Linked DNA regions of Mus musculus: region 2 is linked to region 1. Evidence: chromatin contacts called from public HiChIP or PLAC-seq data. All regions are on one chromosome and are shown on one strand. Each heading gives the region's core, a stretch centred on a gene start, on an enhancer-like site or on the middle of the called end of the contact. The rest is flanking DNA. Distances are from core to core; before and after follow the strand shown.

Region 1 (5,209 bases), core at 1,879-4,378:
CCCTTAGTCATATATTGTCATAGCCCCAAAGGATCCAAGCAACCGCTTAAGCCAATTGAGGAAATAAATCCTAAGCTGAGAGTCTCATTAAAAGTCACCTGGCTGAAAGAGGTGGAGCTAGTGCTGAAATCCAATTCTCTAGGCTCCTAAACCACACTTCTTATGATGACACACTGCTTCTTCTCACTGTCTTTGGGGGTGTACAAGCCTAGGCCATCCCTGCATGCTTACAACCTTAAAGGACATACGGACACCATCATGGTGAGTATGCCATAGCAAAAGGCAAGCATGTAGAAAGCCATCCTAGCTGAGTCTTAGAGGTTTCCTTGGTTCTGTCCCTTCATTCGGCTCCTTACAGGGTCAAGTATAGAACCAATATCTTAGCTTTCAATCCCTTACGAGACACGAAGCCACACTGTGAGCCATGCAGTAGGAGGAGACAGACAGTGTTGCCATAGTCTGAAGCAAAGTTAGATCTGCTCTACCTACCTGCTCACACTTCTGCTCCAGCCACCACCCTAGCCCTCAATTCTCGGCAGACCTTCCACAGCTTCCTCTTGAGTCAGTTCTCTATTACCCAACATCAAGCATCTAACTAAAAAAAAAAAAACTTCATTGACAGTTACCAAGCCCTGAGGGGCCATGGTAATGAGTCAGATGTGAACCTTCCACAATGACCTCATCATCTAGAAGACCTCAGGCCTCTGAAGAGCCATGATGTATGATGCAAGTGCTACGCTAGAGACACAGGCAAGTGTCATGGAGGCTGAGAGAGAGTCATGACTGATTACAGATTTACAGAATGAGGAGGGCAGCCCAGTTCTGGGAAAGTGTGTCTATGTGTTGAGCCTTTTGAAGGCAGAGTTGGGCGGGGAGGATTTCCATAATCTGGAGGGGGGTGTATTCCAGGAAGATGGGACAGCATGAGTAAAATCGGGGAAGGGAGAGCCCACGGGCATGACTCGGAACACCCACTGGTCTACGGCAGCCTGTAGCCTGCCTGGGGTATCTGGAAGGATTGAGAAAGAAAACACCAGAGTAGGAGGTAAAGGCCACACAGTGAACCCAAAGTATTGCTTATATTCTGTCCCTCCTACGCAGCACTGAAGTCCCAAGAATGTGAGGCAGGGAAATTCAAACTTGTAACAGGAATGAGGGGGCAGCATTAGAGACCTGGAGGAGGGATGTGAAACTTAGAAGGCTTTCTTGTAGGCAAAGAACTTGGTCCTCATCATCCTTGCCCCTCCCTGCAGTGCCAACTCTGCCTGCTCTGCACATCATGTCCATCTCCACAGTGACGCTGGCATCTGACCATCTGGATGATGGAATAACATCCATCTAATTTGGCCCTGTGAGGGAAGGAGGGAGGGAGGGAGGGTGTGTGTGTGTGTGTGTGTGTGTGTGTGTGTGTGTGTGTGTGTGTGTGTGTGTTTACTCATTGGTTCATTCCTAGGTGACTTGTAGCCCTTACAAGCCCCCAGCCCCTGTTCAGGGGCCAGCAGACGCATTGTTGAATTGACCATCTGTTTTTGAAACAACAGACATCACATTGGAAACATGGATCTTCTGCGGCTACACTTTTACAAGACAACAAAGAAGCTAACTGGCAAATGTTCCCTTTAAGCAGAGTTCACAACCCATGTCCATTCCCTTCAAGACTGAGAACCAATGTCCACTAGTCACTTGGCATCTTTCAAAGGGTATCTACCACACCCCAAAAGATTTGCAAACTCCTGTCATATGTAGCTTAGTAGAGTTGATCCTTCCAGATCTTGGTGTTTGCCCCTCACTCAAACCCTACACCCTATCTATAAGATCAAGCAGTGACAGCCCAGCACCTCACTTCTTCCACTATACCTTCAGGCCCAGCCAGATGGCACCACTAAGGGAAATCAGAAGGCACCTCCAGGGGACTGGGCAGCAAGCCTAGGAGAAACCTAATACCTTCTAGTGCCACAGGACTCTTTACACTTGGACTCCTCCTGTTACCTACTGTGTGTCAGACCTTCCTAGCAGGGCTCAAAAAACAACTGAATGAGACAGTTCTGCCAGCCCTGGGAAAACTGCAGGTATCCCTGGTTTCGATGCCACATGGATATAGGAAATGACAGCACAGTTCACGCGTAAAGCTTGCAATCCACACACACTATACAACCAAATGTTCAGCCGTCTCCAGCTAGCAATCCAGGCAGCAGGCACAGTGTCCCAGAACCAGGTAAAAGGGCCGCATGCTTACCCTTATTAGCATCAGCCATTTGTGATGATTCGAGAATTGACTCCACGGCTCTGATGGTTATTTAAAGAAAGAGTTGAACAAGGTAGAAAAGAAATATAACTGTGCTTCATCTTCAGCGAGCAAGCAATCTCACTGGAGAAAGAAACATCAAACCCTAGACACAGAGTAATTGAAGGTGTGGGAGGAATGTGAACAAGGGCAGGGTGGGATGGGAGGCCTGCTGGAGGAACTGCTGGACCTGGGTTTTGAAAGAGGGCTTTAGGGTTAGCAGGGAGGTGATGTAGGATGTAAAGAGCTTGACACACAAACCTGAGTCCAGATCCCACATTTAAAAGGGGGGCGGGGGGTACACAGCACACACGTCTGAAACCCTTGCACTCCTTTCGGAAAGACAGAGAAGCAGACATATCCCCCAAACTCTCAAGACAGTTAGCTGTGTTAAGCAAGAGAGAAGGCAAGGATAAACACCTGAGGTTCTGCACAAAGGCACCACAGTATGCATGTCCCTGCACTTACATACGTGAACACACATGAGGGATGGGGGTGGGGGACCTCTTTGGGGCACATGAAGTGACCCAGAAGAGTACAAATAATCAAAATTCTTGTTATAACCAAAAAATGTATAGCATCATAACAATTTTTTTTTAATTTTAAGAAACATCAAATTTCACTTTATTGCTCTTATTTATGTTATGGACAGCAAAGGTACAAATACCAAAGCAGGTGGCAGTCAGAGGCCAACTTTGAGGGATCAGATCTCCCCTTCCACCACGTAGGTCCTAGGGATCAAACTCAAGTTGTCAGGCTTGGTGGCAAGAGCCTTCACCCACTAAGCCAACTCAGCCAAACTCCACTTTAATAAGAGCAAAGTTCTAAAACCCAGGGAACAGTCTGACTCAAAGCCACACATTTAGCCTGTGAATGGTTTTCCACTTGGCAAGTCAGTTCCTCATCGCTGTGTGATAATGCCAGTGAGTGAATGGGCAATCAGATCGGGGAAATTCCTAGTGATCATCAGAATGGAAAGGAAAGAAAAGGCAAGGAGGAAGCAAGAGGAGCTGTTGGCAAGGCCTCCTAAGTTCTGGCTCAGGCAAGCACTGCTCAGATCAAATGAGGAGAATGCCTGTAGACCGTGTTTCCACATTCGGTTTTCTTTCTGTGATTCACCGCTTGCTCTCTCCCCCCAAACTCTGGTTTCCTTATCCAAATATCTCCTGTAATATGAGATATTTGCATCTCCCTAATAAGAAAATCACTTCCTAACCTTTTGGACAAATTGCTAAAAGCAGCCACCACATTCTTGCATACTCTATTTAGCTGTAAGCCATACTATGTAATCTTGAGTCTTCAGATTCCTCTCCCAAAAAATGCCTACCCAACCCATCCCTGCCAGTCTCCCCCCGACTCACCCGCAGACCTGTACCTTCTGCACAAAGGATCCTTGGGTCGTTTCACTCAGCTACTTCCGCACTCATAACATACACACACACACACACACACACACACACACACTCACACTCACACACAGGATCATTTTTTCTCTCCAGCCAAAATCCATTACATGAAATAAACCTTGTAATTAGAGCAGGCACAGAGTCTAGAAGTTTCTATCATGTGCTCCTGATGCTGCCTCCCCTCTTTCCCTTTACTGCGGAGTCTAAGGAAGTACTGCTTAAGTCGAATTTCTTAGTTTTACAGGTGTGAAATCAAAACCTAAGAGAGGAAAGGGCCTGGCCAGACACGCAGCTTAGACAGCAGGCAAAGCCAGATTCCAGATTCAACAGACCAATGATATTCTCACTGACCCACACTGCATCTTAATCATCTTATGTAACCAACACATAGAAAGCTTACCATGTGCCCCGAACTCCTCTGACATGTTTAATTCTCACAACAACCTGATGGCAGACATTCTATCCTCCCCAGTTTACACTGTAGGCACTAAGACACAGAAAGGTTAGTCACTCATCCACTGTCAACAGGGCCAGAAGATCGGGTATGTGAACTCAGGCAGCCTGGCTCTTGTGGCCAGGGTTCTCAAGTCATCTCACAGAAGCACTTGTGGACTAGAGTCCTAGACTGTTGATAAATGCAACATATGTAAAGATTTCACCTGAAAAACCAAAGTCTTATAAAAATGAAGACAAAACCAAATGATAACACTAGAAACTGCTATGGAAGACCAGGAGTGCCAGGCTTACAGGAAAGCTCCAGTGTACACATCTTCTGCAAGTGGTGGCTGCCTGCAGTGTGCTGTGCACATTCATTTAAACAGTGGTCTTCATTTTATGATTTATTCTTGATACAGCTGTCCTTCAGACAGACCCATTTTTAGCTTCATCCCTACATGTGATGCCCCCATGAAAGCTTCTAGAAAGGGACTAGGCACAAAGCCTAACCATTTATTAACAGTTCTGTGCTGTGGCCAGCATCCCCTCCCATCACAGAACAATAGTGTGTTCATTCATTCATTCATTCAAAAAAAAAAAAAAGCCAGCCTGCTCCATTGGGAATCATTCTGCACCCAACCCTGGTCAGATCATCTAAGGTGAGTTAGCCAAATCCCCTGGCTTGTCATTGTTTGATTCACTTGTCCCCGTGCTGCTGAGCTCAAACACCTCCGCACCAATGAGAGGCAGAAAAAGAGTCTGGTGCTAAGATATAGCCCAGTGTTGTTTCTAGAAGCACCAGGCTAGAAGCTAGCAATGTGGGAAATACCTGCAGTGTGGTTTTCAGATGATTTTGAAACCAGTGTCTGCTCGGCTGCTCCCACCTCCAGCAATGAACCATGACCAGCCGCAACGTGGGCCCTTGCTCTGCAGCCAACAGCACCAAGTTCAGGTTTTTAAAAAAAACATCCAGATGTGAGCGTCACAGAAGCAGGCATAGCCCTAAGCTCAAGGAACTCTAAATGACTTACTATGGAAACAGGCCATGGCAACAGGTGAGTGACATCCCCGTAAGAATAAGAGA
Region 2 (5,209 bases), core at 1,362-3,861, 67 kb after region 1:
GAAACTTAGAATACCCAAGATATAAGATACAATTTGCAAAACACATGAAACTCAAGAAGAACGAAGACCAAAGTTTGGACTTCTTAGAATTGGGAAAAAAACACCCATGCAAGGAGTTACAGAGACAAAGTTTGGAGCTGAGACGAAAGGATGGACCATCTAGAGACTGCCATACCTGGGGATCCACCCCATAATCAGCCTCCAAACGCTGACACCATTGCATACACTAGCAAGATTTTCCTGAAAGGACCCTGATATAGCTGTCTCTTGTGAGACTATGCCAGGGCCTAGCAAACACAGAAGTGGGTGCTCACAGTCAGCTATTGGATGGATCACAGGGCCCCCAATGGAGGAGCTAGAGAAAGTACCCAAGGAGCTAAAGGGATCTGCAACCCTATAGGTGGAACAACAATATGAACTAACCAGTACCCCCTGGAGCTCGTGTCTCTAGCTGCATATGTATCAGAAGACGGCCTAGTTGGCCATCAGTGGAAAGAGAGGCCCATTGGTAGTGCAAACTTTATAGGCCTCAGTACAGGGGAACACCAGGGCCAAGAAGTGGGAGTGGGTGGGTAGATGAGTGGGGGGGGGGGGATATGGGGGACTTTTGGGATAGCATTGGAAATGTAAATGAAGAAAATACCTGAAAGAAAGAAAGAAAGAAAGAAAGAAAGAAAGAAAGAAAGAAAGAAAGAAAGAAAGAAAGAAAGAAAGAAAGGAAGGAAGGAAGGATGGAAGGAAGGAAGGAAGGAAGGAAGGAAGAAAGAAAGAAAGAAAGAAAGAAAGAAAGAAAGAAAGAAAGACAGACAGACAGACAGACAGACAGACAGACAGACAGACCAGGAGATGTCTTAGCTGATAAAGGAGACTGCCACCAAACCTGATATTCTGGATTCGATTCCAGAACTCGTATGATAAAAGGAAAGAGCTGCTTTTTGCAAGTTGTTCTCTAATTGCCACACGTGTGCTTATGCTGCATCCATATTGATGCAGTGCACATACACACACACACACACACACACACACACACACACACACACACACAGGGATTTAATGACCTTTTCTGGCGTTTACACACACACATGCATATTAAACACGAAAACAACAATTTAAAGGCCAGGAAAAAACAGCTCCTTAGAAAATATAAATCTATGTAACAAGCAGACTTAAAGGAGGCCTTTGAATGCAGGGAACACAGAAATTCCTGGTAATAGGAAAGCTTTTCCTCCCTGGCCTTTTAATTTCATAGAGAGACACCAATCATGGTGTGGAGTACAGTTGGTAAGATACCTTAGATTTTGTGAAATTATCAATAATGTAGATATGCCAGTGGTTTTAGACCTGGAAAGACAGTGTGATATTAATAACTAAGAACAATTCTCCCTCACACAGGTACCAGGTCTACACATCATCTATATCATCTTAATCATTGTAATAACACTATGAGTGGTTATCCTCACATATGGTTGCAAATTAATCGTTCATGGTATCATACAGGAAAGGACTAAAGTGCTATCAGGATGAATACCAGGCTGGAGATACATCTGTGGGCAGAGTGCTTACCTAGCCCTGAGTTCAATTCCAAGCACAATAAGCCAGATGTGGTGGGGCATCCGTGTAATCTCCAAGTGAAGGCAGCATGATCAGATCGTGTGTCTCTTTGCCACATAGAATCTGAGTTCTTTCTGCTGTCTTTGTTCAATCTCATTATTCATTCTGCAAGACAACCATAAACCAAAGTGGAAACACACAGGTCTGAGGCTTGGAAGAAATCAACTCAAAGGTATTTTAGCCAGGTGTGGCAGCACAAGCTTGGAATCTCAGTAACTGGAGGCTGAAACAGAAGGATTGGTTCAAGTTCAAGGCCAGCTTGAGCTACATGGTTAGCGAACATCCTATCACTGAGCTGCAGCCCCATCCCCTCTATCTTCTGCTGCCATACAATCTTAAATCCAGCCTGTACTCTCCTTCCTTCTGGATTTTGTCCCTGCTACCCTTTCTGCTCTTTCCAATTTGTGACAACTGTATTCCTCCATTTCCTTATCTATCACTCAGAAAGTTCATCCCTTCTAAGGTTATAAAAATGAAACCAAAGATGTCAAGACATGTTAAGTGGCTAGAATATCGCCTGGCATAGCTGAAATGCACAGTATGTATTACCTGTGCTTATTATTCATGAACCCGTGCTTTGAAGACTTAACAAATCTGGCATGCTTCAGCCTTTCCCTGTTTGCATCGAGTCATCAGGAGACCAGGATAATCTCCACACAGCTTTCCTCTGTATCTCCACCCATTTTTGTCCTGGCAGGACAAGCTCAGGACTGTTTTTGAACGGTTCATCCTCAGATGGGGTAAGAGTAGGACCACAAGGGACAGAATGTGTCCACGAAGGACATGAGCAGAAAGATGGCCTCCATAGCTGTGCCCTCTTGCTGGCTGTGGGATCACATTAGGAAGCGGAGCCCAACCGCAAGTTCACAACAAAACTCTTAGGAAAGTCAAGCAAATTCATTCAATGTTGGTGTGCAGTTGCGGCCTGTCAACAGGCGTCTCCTGCAAAGGGAAGAACTTGCCACTAGGAGAAGATGAGGACTGCGCCCCACCGGCCTCTCTCAGCCCAGTAGCTGTGACTCAGCAGGAAGCCGGCCAAGGCTTGACTCACTCTCTCTCCTACTACCACACCCAGGGTTTTCCTCCTGGCCTTGGAAAGGCTGCTTGCAGCTGGAAGCAGAGGGACTACCTGAGTCTACCAAAGCCAAGGAAATCATTTCTGCAACAATTTAGTACCTTAGTATTTAGAAGCACAAATTCTCCCTTGGGGTAGAGTCTACCTTGGTTGCTTGTGCAGCCTAGAGCTCCCTAGCCAGTTTGCCCAATGGTAAAGGAGAACAGTGATGGATTCCTCACATTAACAAGACAATGTAGACTAGAATGTGATATGAGAACTCTCTTCAACACACCAGGCCTGGTCCCACTTCAATGCCTCTAGATGATGTCTAGATTGCTTTTGCCCCCAGTTAGTCCTATGACCAACAACCTCACTTACTTATTTTTGCTAAATATTCATTTTATAAACCTCCTCTAATATTTTCCCCTGTCAAAAGACAAAAGTTGGGGTCTGGCTGCTTCTTTGCTTGATCTGATTTTACAGATTTAATTGCTTATATTTGCAAATCATGAATCAAGGAAGCCCCCTAGACTAAAAAATAGATTGATCAATCCCATAGGAAATGGCAGAAGTAGGTTATAAGGTGGGAACAAAGAAACAGAACAAAAGCGGGGGGAGGGGCAGAGATACACTCACTGGTGGAGAGTTTGCCTAGCATGTCAGTTGGCATGCCTAAAAAACAAACAAATGAATCCTAAGAGGGACCTTTCTTACTACACTCAGTCAGACAGGCTAGAGACTCCTGTTTAGGGAAACTTGCCATCTGTCCCTTTAAGGTTTCAGTTTCATCTTGTGGCTTTAGTATGAGTTATTCCATTTGGAGTTGGCCCTGTCCCATGAGGTCTAGTGTAGGAAGGAGCTTAACTAAAAGAACAGCTTCCCATAGTCTTTGTTAACATCATTTTCTTTACCACTTAACCACTATCCAACAACGGATTGTCTCTATTGATTTCCCACAACCCACTGCAGAATTCAAGTTCTGTGTTTGTCTGCTTTCCTCACAGATCTATTCCCAGTGCTTAGAGCTGCCCATCTTGAAACAACTCTCAATTAACACAAGTGCAATGGATGAGTTATTTGTCTCTTTTAAAAATCATCAATTCCCATTACTACACACACACACACTATATATATATATACATACACACACACACACATTCCCCAAATAACGTTCACCTTTGCTATCCCCTTCACTACTGAATCAGAGAACATGTCAAAGTTTCAAACCATACCACATACAAGGCCACTTTCTGTCCTCTGATGCTTGAATACATGACACCTCAAAAGCACAGACAACTGCTGTTAGTACAAAAAACCCAGTTAGTTCCAGAGTTTAGACAGATGGCTGATAAATATATGAATCAGATGGGACGGCTAGGGAGCTGTGAGAACCAAGGAAGTTTTGATTCCCTCCCACCTCCAGGCATTTAAATTCAAATTTTAATGACAACCTCTAACAGCTAAGAACACCTCTAAGCCACATCCCCCGATTCTGTTCTCTGTCTACCTATCTCCCACTAGCTACCCCTGACTTAAAAGTCAAGTATTAATCAATATTACCAAAAGCTTCTGGTTCTTCCCCCAAATACTTTTTCTGCATGAAGTCATCACCATGATGATATCCAAGACCCCAGAGTACTCTGTCCCAAGAATCAGTTGCAATCTTTTCTAAAATGTATTTTCATTTTTAAAATCATGTATGTGTATGTGTGTCGTTTGTACATCTGAGTACAGGTGCCCATGGAGGCCAGAAGCATGTGCCAGATCCCCTAGAACTGCAGATATAGGTGCTTGTGAGCCCCTGTTGCTGGTGCCGGGAACCGAACCCTGTGCAAGCCCATACTTGCTCTTAACCACTGAGCCCACCCCATCTCTCCAGCCTCCCAGTTATACTCCTGTTTTGGGCTGCTTTGCTGAGGAACCCCACAACCTCTCTGCCCACAGTTCAGCTTAGAAAGCTCATGGGTGTAGTCCGAAGGTCTGGGAGGGAAAGCTCCCGAAATGAAGGAATGAACAAATGCCAACGGTCCGGATGGAATCCCCCTCCAAGAACACTATATGCCGGTGAATCTCCAGGATGAGAGACCACTGGCAAGAGTCTCCGTTCACTTCAGTGAGTGAGGAGATTGGGGTGACCGCACCCTGGTCCCCAAGGATGATGAGCAGGAATTTGCCTCATGTTTGCAGAAAGGCCCATCCTGGTGAAGTTCCCAAACAAAAGGAGGCAGCTGGGAATAGAGAGCCATCACCACTCCTACGGACTGAAATTGCCAACACCCCTCCCACACACACCCCCCACCTCCGCCACGTGGCATTTTCTCATTGAAATGGAGGGAAAGAATTAAGTCACCCTCTCACACACACCAGATGGGGAAAAGGAGCCTAGGATGGACTCGAATTCTAATTTCCATTGAGCCTCCGCCCTCTCAACTGTGAGACAGGAAGAATCATGGAGTAACCTGGGAATATTACATGAAAATCGCTTTTCATTCTGAGATAACTCTGTGCCTAGAGCCACCCACTGGTGCACCACTGCTACCC

Evidence for each region. HiChIP or PLAC-seq counts read pairs in DNA pulled down with a chosen protein or histone mark.
Region 2: an HNF4G HiChIP or PLAC-seq map of pancreatic cancer cells shows a contact between it and region 1. The contact joins two enhancer-like sites. A contact is called at or near these places in 1 of 15 datasets of contacts at CTCF or cohesin (CD8 T cells), 3 of 484 Hi-C or Micro-C datasets (CD4 T cells, LSK cells and the N1E-115 cell line) and 3 of 115 datasets of contacts at active chromatin or transcription factors (embryonic stem cells, microglia and pancreatic cancer cells).

What each region holds. Positions count from the first base shown.
Region 1 is chr2:90,542,228-90,547,436 of GRCm38.p6, forward strand. All of the region lies in intron 1 of Ptprj (protein tyrosine phosphatase, receptor type, J), which reads right to left. Among named protein-coding and RNA genes, the nearest start is that of Ptprj, 36 kb to the right of the region's middle. Within about 2 kb of position 3,129, at least 66 of the 459 cell types and tissues checked have an H3K27ac peak or open chromatin away from gene starts, as enhancers often do. A contact at or near this core is called in pancreatic cancer cells, where this site is marked.
Region 2 is chr2:90,609,765-90,614,973 of GRCm38.p6, forward strand. No RefSeq gene overlaps it. Among named protein-coding and RNA genes, the nearest start is that of Gm39870, 12 kb to the right of the region's middle. Within about 2 kb of position 2,612, at least 96 of the 459 cell types and tissues checked have an H3K27ac peak or open chromatin away from gene starts, as enhancers often do. A contact at or near this core is called in pancreatic cancer cells, where this site is marked.